Linked DNA regions of Sus scrofa: region 2 is linked to region 1. Evidence: chromatin contacts called from public HiChIP or PLAC-seq data. All regions are on one chromosome and are shown on one strand. The core of a region is the stretch at or near the end of the contact, and the rest is flanking DNA. Distances in the headings are between cores, read along the strand shown.

Region 1 (5,851 bases), core at 1,403-3,902:
CAGACCTCCTGGCTCGGATCCTGCGTGGCCGTGGAGGTGGTGCAGGCTGACAGCTGTAGCTCCAATTCGACCCCTAGCCTGGGAACTTCCATATACCTCGGGTGTGGCCCTAAAAAGAAGAAGGAGGAAAAAAAAGCTGAATGTACCCTGAGAAATCACCCAGTTCAATAACCTTTCTCTTCCGTTCATATTTTTCATCTGTTTAGGGGGAAAGGAGGGGAAAGTCTATGATTAAATTTTAACTACGTAATTCAAAATGCCTTTTTTTGATGGGAAAAATAAAAACCACACACATTTTTTGCCCAGTCATTTGGCAGACATGTAGTGGGCACTTGCTATGTGTTAGGCCATCAACCAGGCAGATCCATTGAGGTTCCTCTCCCCAGAACCCTGTAGTGTGTGGGATTGGGTAGGGGGACAGCAAGCAAGGGAACTCATAAATAAGGTCATCTCAGGCACTGAGAAGTGTCTCAAGAAAAATGAAACAGGGATGTGATAAGAAAACGGCTAAGGGGGGGTTCCCGTCATGGCACCAACGGAAATGAGTCCGACTAGGAACCATGAGGTTGCAGGTTCAATCCCCGGCCTTGCTCAGTGGGTTAAGGCTCCGACGTTGCCGTGAGTTGTGGTGTAGGTCACAGATGTGGCTTGGATCTGGCGTTGCTGTGGCTGTGATGTAGGCCAGCAGCTGTAGCTCCAATTGGACCCCTAGTCTGGGAACCTCCCATATGCCTGAGGGAAATTACTTTAGTTTTTTTACAATGTTATTAATTTTTCAATGGGTAAGAAGTTCACTTGGTTTGAAATTCAAAGGACACAAAATGGCTCAATAAAAAGTCTTTCTTCCATCCCCTGCCCCATAGCCACTCAATTTTCCACCTGGGGGGAGTTTCCATGTTAGCTCAGCAGGTTAAGAACATGAAGTATTCATGAGGATGCAGGTTCAATCTCTGGTCTCCCTCAGTGGGTTAAGGACCTGACATTGCCATGAGCTGTGGTGTAGGTCACAGATGAGGCTCAGATCCAGTGTGGCTGTGGCTGTGGCTTAGGTTGGCAGCTGTAGCTCTGATTCAACCCCTTGCCTGGGAACTTCCATATGCTGCAGATGTGGCCCTAAAAAGAAAAAAAAAACAACTTTTTTTCCCACCTGGGCATGATTGCTTTAGACAAGGGACATCAGGTGAGACCGCTAAGGAGGGGAAAGCTGAGCAGGAACTAGACAGCCATGCAAAAACCCTAGAGAAGAGTGTCCCAAGGCAGAAGAAACAGCCATTGTGAAAGCTTAGTGGCAAGACTAAACTTGGCATTTTCAAGATGAGGCTTGAGATTATGACCATCAAACCTGCCACAATCCCATGCTCTGTCCTATTGGTAACCACTGCAGTGAGTCTGGAGTAGATTTTTCCAGATCTTCTATTGGGCATGTACGCACATGTATACGGTACCTGCGGTGTTGCCTAGATATTTTTCATACCCTATGTATCACTTGGCAATTTGGTTTTTTTACTCAATAGTGTGTTAAAGACATCTTTCATGCCACTTAGGCACCTTACTCGCTATCCATCACCTTCTTGATGGGCATTTTGGCTCTTTCCAATTTTCTTGCCCTTACATCAGTGCTGTCAGATAGATCCTTGATTGAGCTCCTGTGTGCATATGCAGGAGTTTCTCTGGAGTAAGGGGTCTTGCTATCTGTTTTGTATAGCACCTGAGCTAAGAATGGTTTTTACATTTTTAAAGTGTTGTTTTTCAAAAAAGAAGATGCAAAAGAGAGCTTATGCCTAATATGCCTAAAATATATACTATTTGGATGATTATAGAAAAAGGTTGCTGAGTTCCCTGGCGGCTTAGTGGGTTAAGGACCCAGCGCTATCATTGCTGTGGCTCTGGTTACTGCTGTGGCTTAGCTTCAATCCCTGGCCTGGAAACTTCCTCATGCTGCTGCCTGGGCCAGAAATGAAAAAAGAAAAAAAAAAGTTTGCTGACTCTAGTCCAGGTGGCCACACAGAAGTGACACCCCTTCCATTTCACAGATGGGAAAGCTGAGACCTAGAAAAGAGAAAGGACTTGCCGGCGGTCACACAGAACTGGGGTTCTCATGCAGTTGGGTACATGTGTGTTGAGCTGCTTTGCTGGGTTAGTAAGACCCAGAAAGCCATCAAGTTTGCCTCTGTCCACAAAGAACCCACAGCCTGAGGAAACACACCAAAACAACTGTATCCTACCGTAGATCGGGGTTCAAGGTCTCCCAGAGTGAAGTGGAAAAGGGAAGAGGATCACTCCATTCTTCAGAGAAGGTTTAACGACAGAGCACAGCCTAGAAATGACGTGAAGGTCAGGACGGCACCCAGGCAGCAGATTCAGCTTGGAAAAAGGCTGGGAAGGTTAACTTCCTCACCTCCTCGGCTCTGCCCTGAGCTGTTTGTTTTACACGCATACCTTGCACCCAGGCACCAGTGGAGTTTTAGGAGGCTCAGGCAAGAATGCTGAGCCCATACTTACAACCTGCCTCCAGACCTCAGTTTACCCATTTCGAAAAGTGGAACTGATGATTTCCCAGGCTCCCACACCAGCCTAGGGCATCTAACCCAGGCCAGGTGGCGCTCTACGGGAGGGGCATGACCGTGTTGGTGACGTCACGTGGGGCGGAGCCTGAGGGACCCGCTGCGGACGCCCGGGAAGGGTGTAGGGACTCAGCCCCAAGCTGGCGCGTGGGGGTGGGGGCTCGCGGGATCAGGCGCTAGGGAGAGTCCCCCCACCTCCGTGTCCTCGGATTGTTGGATGATCCCGCCATCATCCGCCGACGAAACTGAGTCACGGCGGGGAGTGCGTGGGGAGGGGGTCGTGGGCCTTATTCGCAGCGGGACCAGGAGTCCCATTCCCACTCAGGTCCTGCACCGCACCTCCCCTCCCCCCGCCCCCCCCCACACCCTGCGGCTGTGAGTCAGCGGCCAGCCGCGCCCCCTCGGCCCACTTCCTCCTCACCTTCCCTGGGCGGGCGCGGTGGGGGGGGCGGCAACGAAGGAGGTGGGGCCCCTCCTCACCCATCCCCCTCCTCGGAGGGGGGGGTGCACCCCTTAGTAGAGCTTCATAAACGGGCGGAGGAGAGAGACGTTGGGGGAGGTCCGAAGGTAGGATTTAAGGGAGAAAATTTGAATCTATGCTTAACCAGAGGGTCCTTCTCGCCCCCCACACTGAGTAGAATGTAAAGAAATGGAGAAGTCGATGGGGAGGGTGAGAAGAGATTGTGCCCCCACTGAGAGTCCCCAGAGAATTTCTATCATGAGAGAGAACTAAGGATGAAGGAAGGATCCCTTCCCCCCCAACAAGCTTGCCCCCCTAATTTGGGGGTGACTCCCCAGAGTGCATCGCTGTGCAATAACGTTGGGGAAGAGGGAAATAGCGGAAGTCTAAGGTTCCGCGTTGCCCTTTTAAGCACCCTCCACCCTCCAATCCCACAGCCTGGAGGTGTCCGCGGCCCCTTTAAGGCGCAGGGCATTGTGGGTGCGGGGAGTGGAATTTTGGAACGAAATGTAGCGAAGAGAAGTACAGTAGTAAGAGTAACATTGTAGCCGCCGCCAGCTGAGGGGGCGCGCCGGGGAGGGGACGCCGCACCCCCTTTCTGCCGCAAGGACCCCGGATCAGCTCCCCAAAGGGAGGAGGCGCCTGAGGATCCGCGCCGGCCCTGTCCACGTTCCCCCCAGGAAGCCGGACTCTATGGGGCGGGACCCTGGGGGAGACTGAGCAGAACCTGGAGCCAGCCCCGAACCCCTGAACCTCGAGCCAGGGGCGCCCCGGGAGCACCTACCCCGTGGGCGCTCCGCCCGCCAGCCGAGCAGCCATGAGGTGAGCCTCGAACTGCCTCTAGACCCTTCCCTGCCCGGCGCGGGATCCCGCCCCGCCTTTGTCCCCCTCCCCCCAGCTTGCTCCGGGCTGGAATTTAGGGACAGGGCACTGGGAGCCTCGAATTTGAGGCCGATCCCCCTTGGACGGGCTCCAAATATTGATCACTTTCCCTTGATTCCCAAGGCTCCGGGTGGTGCCGGTGAGGTTCTCCCGGGAGCCCTCAGATTTGGGGGCGCTCCGAGGACTCCCGAATTTTTAAAAGACTTTTTCGGAGGACTTCTAAGTTGTTAGGTACTCCCGGCCGGGAGGCTGGGATTTAGGCAGGGCTCAGACTCCCCCCAAATCTTAGCCGGCCCCAGGAGAGATTATGGGGGGGCCAGTTTGGAGGTCCCTGGGACCTGGAAGAGAGATTGAAACGAAGATCTTGGCTTTCGGGGTCCCTCTTTACATGGTGCCGGGAAACGTCTTCCCAAGAGGACTTTGCCCCTTAACTTCGAGGGCTCTTAACCCCCTAAATTTAGGGGTTCTCGTCCTCCTGTGGAGGAGGCTGGTGCGGACAGATCCACCGACCCAGATGCAGCCTCGAGGATCTGGTTCGGACTCCCCGCCGCTTCCCACTCACAATTTGCTTAAAACGGGCTGTGCCTAGGGCCGAGGGCGGCACCCCGGCCCCGTGCCAGAGGGGCAGCCCCTTTTCCCACCTGCGCGGGCCCTTGGGAGGGAGGGGGCGCGGCAGCTGGGGGAAGGGGGGCCTTTGTCTTCCTGACTCACCTGTCGAGACAGCTGGTGTGGGGGGCGGGCAAGGAGCGCCGTGGGCCGGCTGCTTTCCCCACCACAGCGCCTCCCCCTTCTCTCCACATCGCCCCCCCTTCCCCAGCGGTCCGGAGTTGTGCGGTTGTTGGAGGGGGCGTTGGGAAGCTTCAAGGTCATAGCCCTCTTCCCCTGGGAGCCGGGCTTCCCAAAGAGTTCTAGCTATCTTCCCAGGAATTTAATCCTGGGGACCGGGGGCCCAAGGCACCCAGGGATTTTGTCTTTCCTGGGCTTCGTTCAAAACTCCTGGGCTCACCTGAGGGCGGGGCCGGTGTTGGCTGGGGGACCCGACTAGGCCCCCCTATTCTCCCCTCCCCCTGGCCCCCCATAATCTCTCCCTTGAGCCTGACAATACTACCTCCCTTCCTCTACTCTCGCAGGGACTTCCTGCCCCAGAGCCCCCAGGTTGAGGGGGAGGCCCCGAGGACGGCTGGGGATTAACCCCCTGCTGCCCACATCCTCCCACTTCCCCCACATTCCCCGTACCCCTGCCCTCTCACATCAGGGTGGCATTGCTTTTTACGGCCATCAGAGAACCCCCATTCCCACGTTTGTTCCTTCTGCGGTAAAGGGATTGTTGGAAAATTTGGAGCAAGGGAGCACCCGCAGACCCGCACGAGACTTCCTGCCTAGCCTGCCCCTGCTCACAGCAACATCCCTTCAAGGTACGCCCCGAGGGGGCAGGTTTCGGGAGCCAGGCTCCGTTCCTTCACCTTCCTCCCCGGGGGACTCTCCTCTCCCCCAGCCCCCCAGCCCCGCCCCTTGCCTCCCCCCCCCCCCCGCCGCGTTTCCGGTCCCAGGCACCGTGGAAGGCGGATGGCGGATGTCCGAGTTAGTGCTGCCTCACTCACTGAGACCGTAAAAGGGCAGGAGCAATGTCTGGGCCTCCCGCCCCCCTCCCCCAGTCCCGGAGGCCCTCGCCCTCCCGCAAGGCCCCCGACTGCTGGCCTCGGCCAAACCTCCCACCTCCTGGGGGGTGGGCAGAAGTCGAGCCGAGGCCTGTCCCACCAGAGGGTTACTCCCACCTCGAGAGGGGTCTTCCCTGCCTGTGACCACACCCGACTTCCTGGGCCGGGCCCCTTCTCCCCCTGCCAGGATTCCAAAGGACCCATGCCCCTGTATGGGGGTGGGGGGCAGCTGGGGAAACTGAGGCTCAAAGAGAGAAAGACCTGGCCCAAGATCGCTCAGAAATTCC
Region 2 (5,851 bases), core at 1,746-4,245, 59 kb after region 1:
GTAACTCCTTAGTCACTGCCTGGACTAGACTGTAGCTCCTCAGGGGCAGGCTCCCAGAAATGCCCCACCCGGGACCTGCTTTCGAGAAGGCACTCGGGGAATGCTTAATGAGTGGAGGAATGGCTGGCCTTTTCTTGAGGTTTCCTCGCATTTACTGTATGTGATGTTACCCTAAGCATCCAAAGTTCGTCAAAACATTGTTGTCTGGTTCTAATTTTATATCTTAGGTTTGATATTCACCCCGCCCCTGAAGAGTCAAGAATGCTGCTTTTCCCAAGGGAGCGAGAATTAACGACTTGCTTCAGCCCCGGGAATGGTGGTACTTGCCTGACCTGTTCATTCGCCCTTAGTCACCCTGCTGAACCTCCTACCAGCACCACGTGGCAGGCTGCTACCTCACGTCCCTGTCTCGCATTCTTGCCTTTTCTTTTTTTTTCCTGAATTGAAGTACAGTGGATTTACAACACTGCATTAGTCTCAGGTGTATATTCCCTGTGCTGTCTACTCCTGTTGCTTATCTATTTTATATCTAGTACCTGGTCTCTCTTAATCCCATACGGCTGGCTTGTTCCCCCGGCCTCCCTCTCCCCCTTGGTAACCACAAGTTTGTTTTCCGTATCTGCGTGTCTGTTTCTCTTCTGCATATATGTTCCTTTGTATTATTTTTATATAATTCCACATATTAAGTGAGATCATGTAATATTTATCTTTCTCTGATTCATTTCACTAAGCATAATGTTCTCTAGGTTCAGCCATGGTGCTGTGAATGGTAACATTTCATTCTTTTCCATGGCTGAATACTGTTCCTGTGTGTGTGTGTGTGTATAAAACATCTTCTCAATCCAGTTGTCTGTGGATGGGCACCTGGCTTGCTCCCATGCCTTGGCTCCCATGCCTTGGCTGTTGTAAGCGGTGCTACTGTGAACACTGGAGTGCATGTATCTTTTTGAATAAGTGTTTTTGTTTTTTTTTTCCATATATATACACCCAGGAGTGGAACTGCTGGATCATATCATAGTGTCATTTTTAAGTTTTTTAAGGAATTTCCACACTCTTTGGCACAGTGGCTGCACCAATTTCCATTCCCATCCCAGTGTACAGGGTTCCCTTTTCTCCACATCCTCTCTGACATTTGGTATTTGTAGAGTTTTTTCTTTCTTTTTTTTTTTTTTTTTTGGCTTTTTAGGGCTGCACCCGCAGCATATGGAGGTTCCCAGGCCAGGGGTTGAATCGGAGCTACAGCTGCCGGCCCACAGCACAGCCACCACAGTGAGGGATTCGAGCCGTGTCTGCAACCTACACCACAGCTCACGGCAACGCCGGGTCCGAGAGCCGCTGAGCGAGGCCAGGGACTGCGCCCGAGGTCTCATGGACACTAGTCGGGTCCGATAACCACTGGGCCACGACAGGAACTCAACTCGCTGTTTGTAGACTGCGTGATGACAGACATGACGACAGCTGCAAGGTGGTTCCTCACCGCGGCTCTCGCGCGCGGGTGGGTCTCTACCAGCAAAGCGATGCTGAACACCTTCGCATGCGCCAGTCGACCACCTGTATGTCTTCTCTGGAAAATGTCCATTCAAGTCTTCTGCCAATTTTTTGGTTTTTATTTCTCTTTTGTTTGTTTTCTCTGCATTGTGCAGTGGGCTCTCAGTTCCCAGACCCGGGATTGAACCTGGGCCGCAAGGGTAGAAGTGCCTAATCCTAACCACTAGACCACCGGGGAACTCCCTACAGTCTCTTTAATAAAAGGCACTGGGAAAACGGGACAGTCACAAGTGAAAGAATTAAACTGGATGACTACCTCACACCATACACAAAAAGTAACTCAAAATGGATTAAATATTCGAGTGTAACACCTAAAACCATCAAACTCCCAGAAGAAAACACAGTGATAAACCCCTTAACAGCAGTCTCGGCAATGATTTTCTTGATTTGACACCAAAAGCAAAAGCAACGAGAGTAAAAATCATCTCGATTCAGCGGCACATACACTGAAATTGGAACAATACAGAGATGATTAGCGTGGCGCTGAGCAAGGATGACACGTGAATTTGTGAAGCGTTTCATATTTTTATTTTATGGTGAAACTGTTGGGGGGAGGGAAGAATTGTGAGAGTGAGAACTGCTGTATAAAACAAAACACATGATTCACAAGAACCTACGGTAGGAGGTCCCGTTGTGGCGCAGCGGACACGAATCCAACTAGGAACCATGGGGTTGAGGGTTCGATCCCTGGTCTCACTCAGTGGGTTAAGGATCCAGCATCGCCGTGAGCTCTGGTGCAGGTCACAGACTCGGCTTAGATCCCGAGTGGCTGTGGCTCTGGTGAAGGCCGGCGGCTGCAGCTCCGATTAGACCCCTTGCCTGGGAACCTCCACATGCCATGGGTGTGGCCCTAGAAAAGACAAAAAAGAAAAGGCAAAAAAACCCCACAAAGGCCAAAGGGAACCCTTGTACATTGTCGGTGAGATTGTAAATTGGTGTAGCCACTATGGAGAGCAGTATGAAGGTTACTTAAAAAATTAAAAATAGAACTACACTGATCCAGCAATTCCACTTTTGGGTATTTCTCTACAGAAAATGAAAACACTAACTCTCACAGTTCTGATTCTAGGAATGTATCACCTTTCTTCTCCGAGAGGAAGTAGGGATTTATACAAAGATTTGGTTACTAGAGGAAGGTACCCTGCCCCCACAAGCCTGGTCCATTTAGCAGGGAGCTTCCTTCAACTGCCAGGCCAGGGATCTGCCCTGCATTCAGCCAGCCAGGGGTGCACCCCGAGCACCAGCCACCCCGCACCAGCTGACCTGCAGGACAGACGGGACTCATGAGCTGAGTTTATGGGTGACTTCCAGGGCAAGAGGCACGAAAGCGGTGCATGACGACATCTGGTGACCCAAAGGTTGTATGGTCATGTGACAGGTCACTTGAATAATCCCCCCGGGGAAGACAGGTCCTGGGGAAGTTACTCTCGGTTGGCATCTGAGGAGCCTCCGGATCTTTCTCAGGAAGCTTTGCTGCTGCAGAGTGGGCGAGCGCCAGCCAGGGCACCCCGCGGGGCAGTGAGCAGTGCCAGCAGCCAGGGCAGTGGGGCCAAGGGCCTGCTCCAGCCGGAGGACCCGGCCTCTCCGCTTCCCTGACACACCTCACCGGGGCCCTCCCCGAGGCCTCTCCTCTCTCTCTGGCCTTTCTCTAGCGGGTTGCCCGCCCCGAGTCGAGAACGCTGGAGTGGGCAGAGGGGTGGGGGTTCCAAGGCTGCGACCTTCTGAGGGGAGGCAAACAAATAAGGCACAGGTAGATATGACAGCCCTCCAAGCGCAGTTTTTGTGATTTGATTTTTGGTTTTTTTTTTTGGTCTTTTTAGGGCCACACCCTATGGAAGTTCCCAAGCTAGGGACAGAATCGGAGCTGTAGCTGCCGGCCTATACCACAGGTCAGAGCAACACTGGATCCTTAACCCACTGAGCGAGGCCAGGGATTGAACCTGCGTCCTCATGGATACTGTGCGAACTCCCCAAGCAGTTCTAAACTGAAGATCTAAGATCATAAGCTGCAAAATCAATGTGGTGTATCATGACCAGCATCTCTTTGAAGAAAACAAATTTAAATCATACTACACAGGAGTTCCTGTTGTGGCTCAGCAGTAACGAACCTGACTAGGCTTCATGAGGACACGGGTTTATGCCTGGCCTAGCTCAGTGGGTTAAGGATCCAGTGTTGCAGCAACTGCTGCACAGGTCAAAACTGGGGCTCAGATCTGAACTCCATATGCCTCTGGGTGGCCAAAAAAATCATACTGTATAATTCCAATTACAAAAAACAAAACAAGGAGAAAAGGAGTTCCCTTCATGGCGCAGCGGAAACCAATCCGACTAGAAAACATGAGGTTGCGGGCTCGATCCCTGGCCTCGCTCAGTGGGTTAAGGATCTGGCGTTGCCATGAGCTGTGGTGTAAGTTGCAGACGCGGCTCAGATCCCGAGTTGCTGTGGCTCTGGCGTAAGCTGGTGGCTACAGCTCTGATTCGACCCCTAGCCTGGGAACCTCCATATGCCGCGAGTGCAGCCCTAGAAAAGACAAAAAAAAAAAAAAAAAAAAAAAAAATCCAACTACATACAATTCTAGAAAATGCAAGCAACTCTCTAGCAGATCCATGGATGCCTAAGGGTCAGGGAGTCGGGGTAGGGGCGGGGATTACAAGGGGCAAGGGGTTCTCTGGGGCGATGGTCACTCTCTAGATTGTGGTGATGGTTTCACAGGTGTACGTGTCTATCTAACCTTACGCATGTGCAGTTTCTTGTGTGTCAATTACACCTCGATCGAGCCATTAAAAGCTAACAGAAACAGAAAACACAGGAAAGGGCAGGCTAAGCCAGCCGGGAAGGAAGAAGAGTGGGCATTAGCCGGGTGAAGGGACAAACACCAGGGGACATGAGGGACGGCCCCTGGGGGGGGTGGGGGGAAGGGGGGAGAAAAGAGCTGAACTAGAGTGAGGAGGGGAGGGGGCTTGGGCGATCCAAGAGGAGGCAGCGTGGCCCTGGGCCCCAGGGAGGGGATGGCAGGTGGAGCTGCCAGGCTCCGCCACTGCTTCCCTCAGAGCTGCTCCGTCGAGAGGAAGGAATTCCTGGTCATCCCCGAGGACAATACCAAGTCAGACAGGACAACGGCAGGAAATACAACAGGAGGAACATCCAGGCTCCGGAAGGCATCCTCCCCCACCCGCGACTCCCTCCTCTTCCTTCCTGAGCCCTCACTTTGAGGACACGGGCTGGAGTCACCCAGGGGCCTCTTCTTTCCAAGAATCTAAGTTATGGGCCGCAGGTGTGACCCTGGGTAAGTTACTTCATATTTCTGGGCCTTAGGCTTCTTGTCTGCAAAGCAGACCTAATCAGAGAAGCTTCCAGCCTTGGGTGGGGAAAGGAAGAGGGCGCAATGGCCGGGGAAGAGGAAGCATGCAGCTCTGGATCCCCTCACCCAGAACTCTCCTGGGGGCAGGGGCGATTTCTTTCTGTGGGCAAGTGAGCACGCTGAGCTGAAGGCCCCAGTTTGCTGAGTTCACCCCAGGATGGGGCAGAATCCCCTCTACCTTCCTCCTAGCAATTGTCCCGAGCTGCAGGCCTGTCCCCGGGTCATCCTCCCAAAACCTGGGAGGCATCAGATCCAAGAGGGGAAAGATAGGCCTTCAAGGATGTTCTCTGCAAGAGAGTGGTGAGAAGTCAGAAACAACTGCCACAAGCAGGTGATTCCCATTCTGGGCCTGTGACAGTCCCCTGTGACTGCACCCTCCTGTCCGGAGAGGCTGCAGAGCTCTAAAGGGTGCGCCCCGGCTGCCCCGCCCCGCAGGCCCAGCAGGTGAGTTACACACATCCCCCAAGATCCGCAGGAAGGCGTGAGCGAGGCAGGGCTCCTCCGCTGCAGCTCTGCCCGGTTCTGCTGGCAAAGGCAGGTCAGGGACATCAGGGTTTCCAAGGTGAACTTGCAGGGTCTCACTGCCAACTCCATGGCCCCTGGATGGCATTAAATCCACGCGTTCTTCAACACAACATTCCAGTAGGCAGCCTCGGAGGCAGCAGTTCCCCGAGTGGGTCAGTTCTGTGGGCTTGTTCCCAGAGGCCCAGCCAAGAGGCACTTCCTTCAGCCCGTCCAGAGATTCTACAAGCCTTATTCTTTGTCTTAAATTGCTATTGGCCTCATTTGTTTTGAAAAGCGTCAAAAATAAGATGGACTGGGGAGTTCCCATTGTGGCTCACTGGTAATGAACCCAACTAGTATCCACGAGGATGTGGGTTTGATTCCTGGCCTTGTGCAGTGGGTTAAGGATCCGGTGTTGCCACAGCTGCAGTGCAGGC

What was found. HiChIP or PLAC-seq counts read pairs in DNA pulled down with a chosen protein or histone mark.
Region 2: an H3K27ac HiChIP or PLAC-seq map of skeletal muscle shows a contact between it and region 1, with 4 times the contacts expected there. The contact joins the enhancer-like site here to the promoter of VASP in region 1. A contact is called at or near these places in 15 of 47 Hi-C or Micro-C datasets (adipose tissue, brain, embryonic fibroblasts and 7 more) and 2 of 2 datasets of contacts at active chromatin or transcription factors (alveolar macrophages and skeletal muscle).

Annotation. Positions count from the first base shown.
Region 1 is chr6:51,870,158-51,876,008 of Sscrofa11.1, forward strand. VASP (vasodilator-stimulated phosphoprotein) reads left to right here and starts at 2,653. Exons shown (of 13, transcript XM_021094561.1): 1 at 2,653-3,846. The coding sequence starts at 3,842. It overlaps LOC110261012 (a long non-coding RNA gene), which reads right to left and starts at 4,920. Exons shown (of 4, transcript XR_002344692.1): 1 at 4,618-4,920; 2 at 2,226-2,317. It overlaps PPM1N (probable protein phosphatase 1N), which reads left to right. Exons shown (of 5, transcript XM_021094558.1): 5 at 1-989.
Region 2 is chr6:51,929,001-51,934,851 of Sscrofa11.1, forward strand. All of the region lies in intron 2 of OPA3 (optic atrophy 3 protein), which reads right to left. Among named protein-coding and RNA genes, the nearest start is that of OPA3, 36 kb to the right of the region's middle. Within about 2 kb of position 2,996, at least 5 of the 83 cell types and tissues checked have an H3K27ac peak or open chromatin away from gene starts, as enhancers often do. A contact at or near this core is called in adipose tissue, liver, skeletal muscle and 1 more, where this site is marked.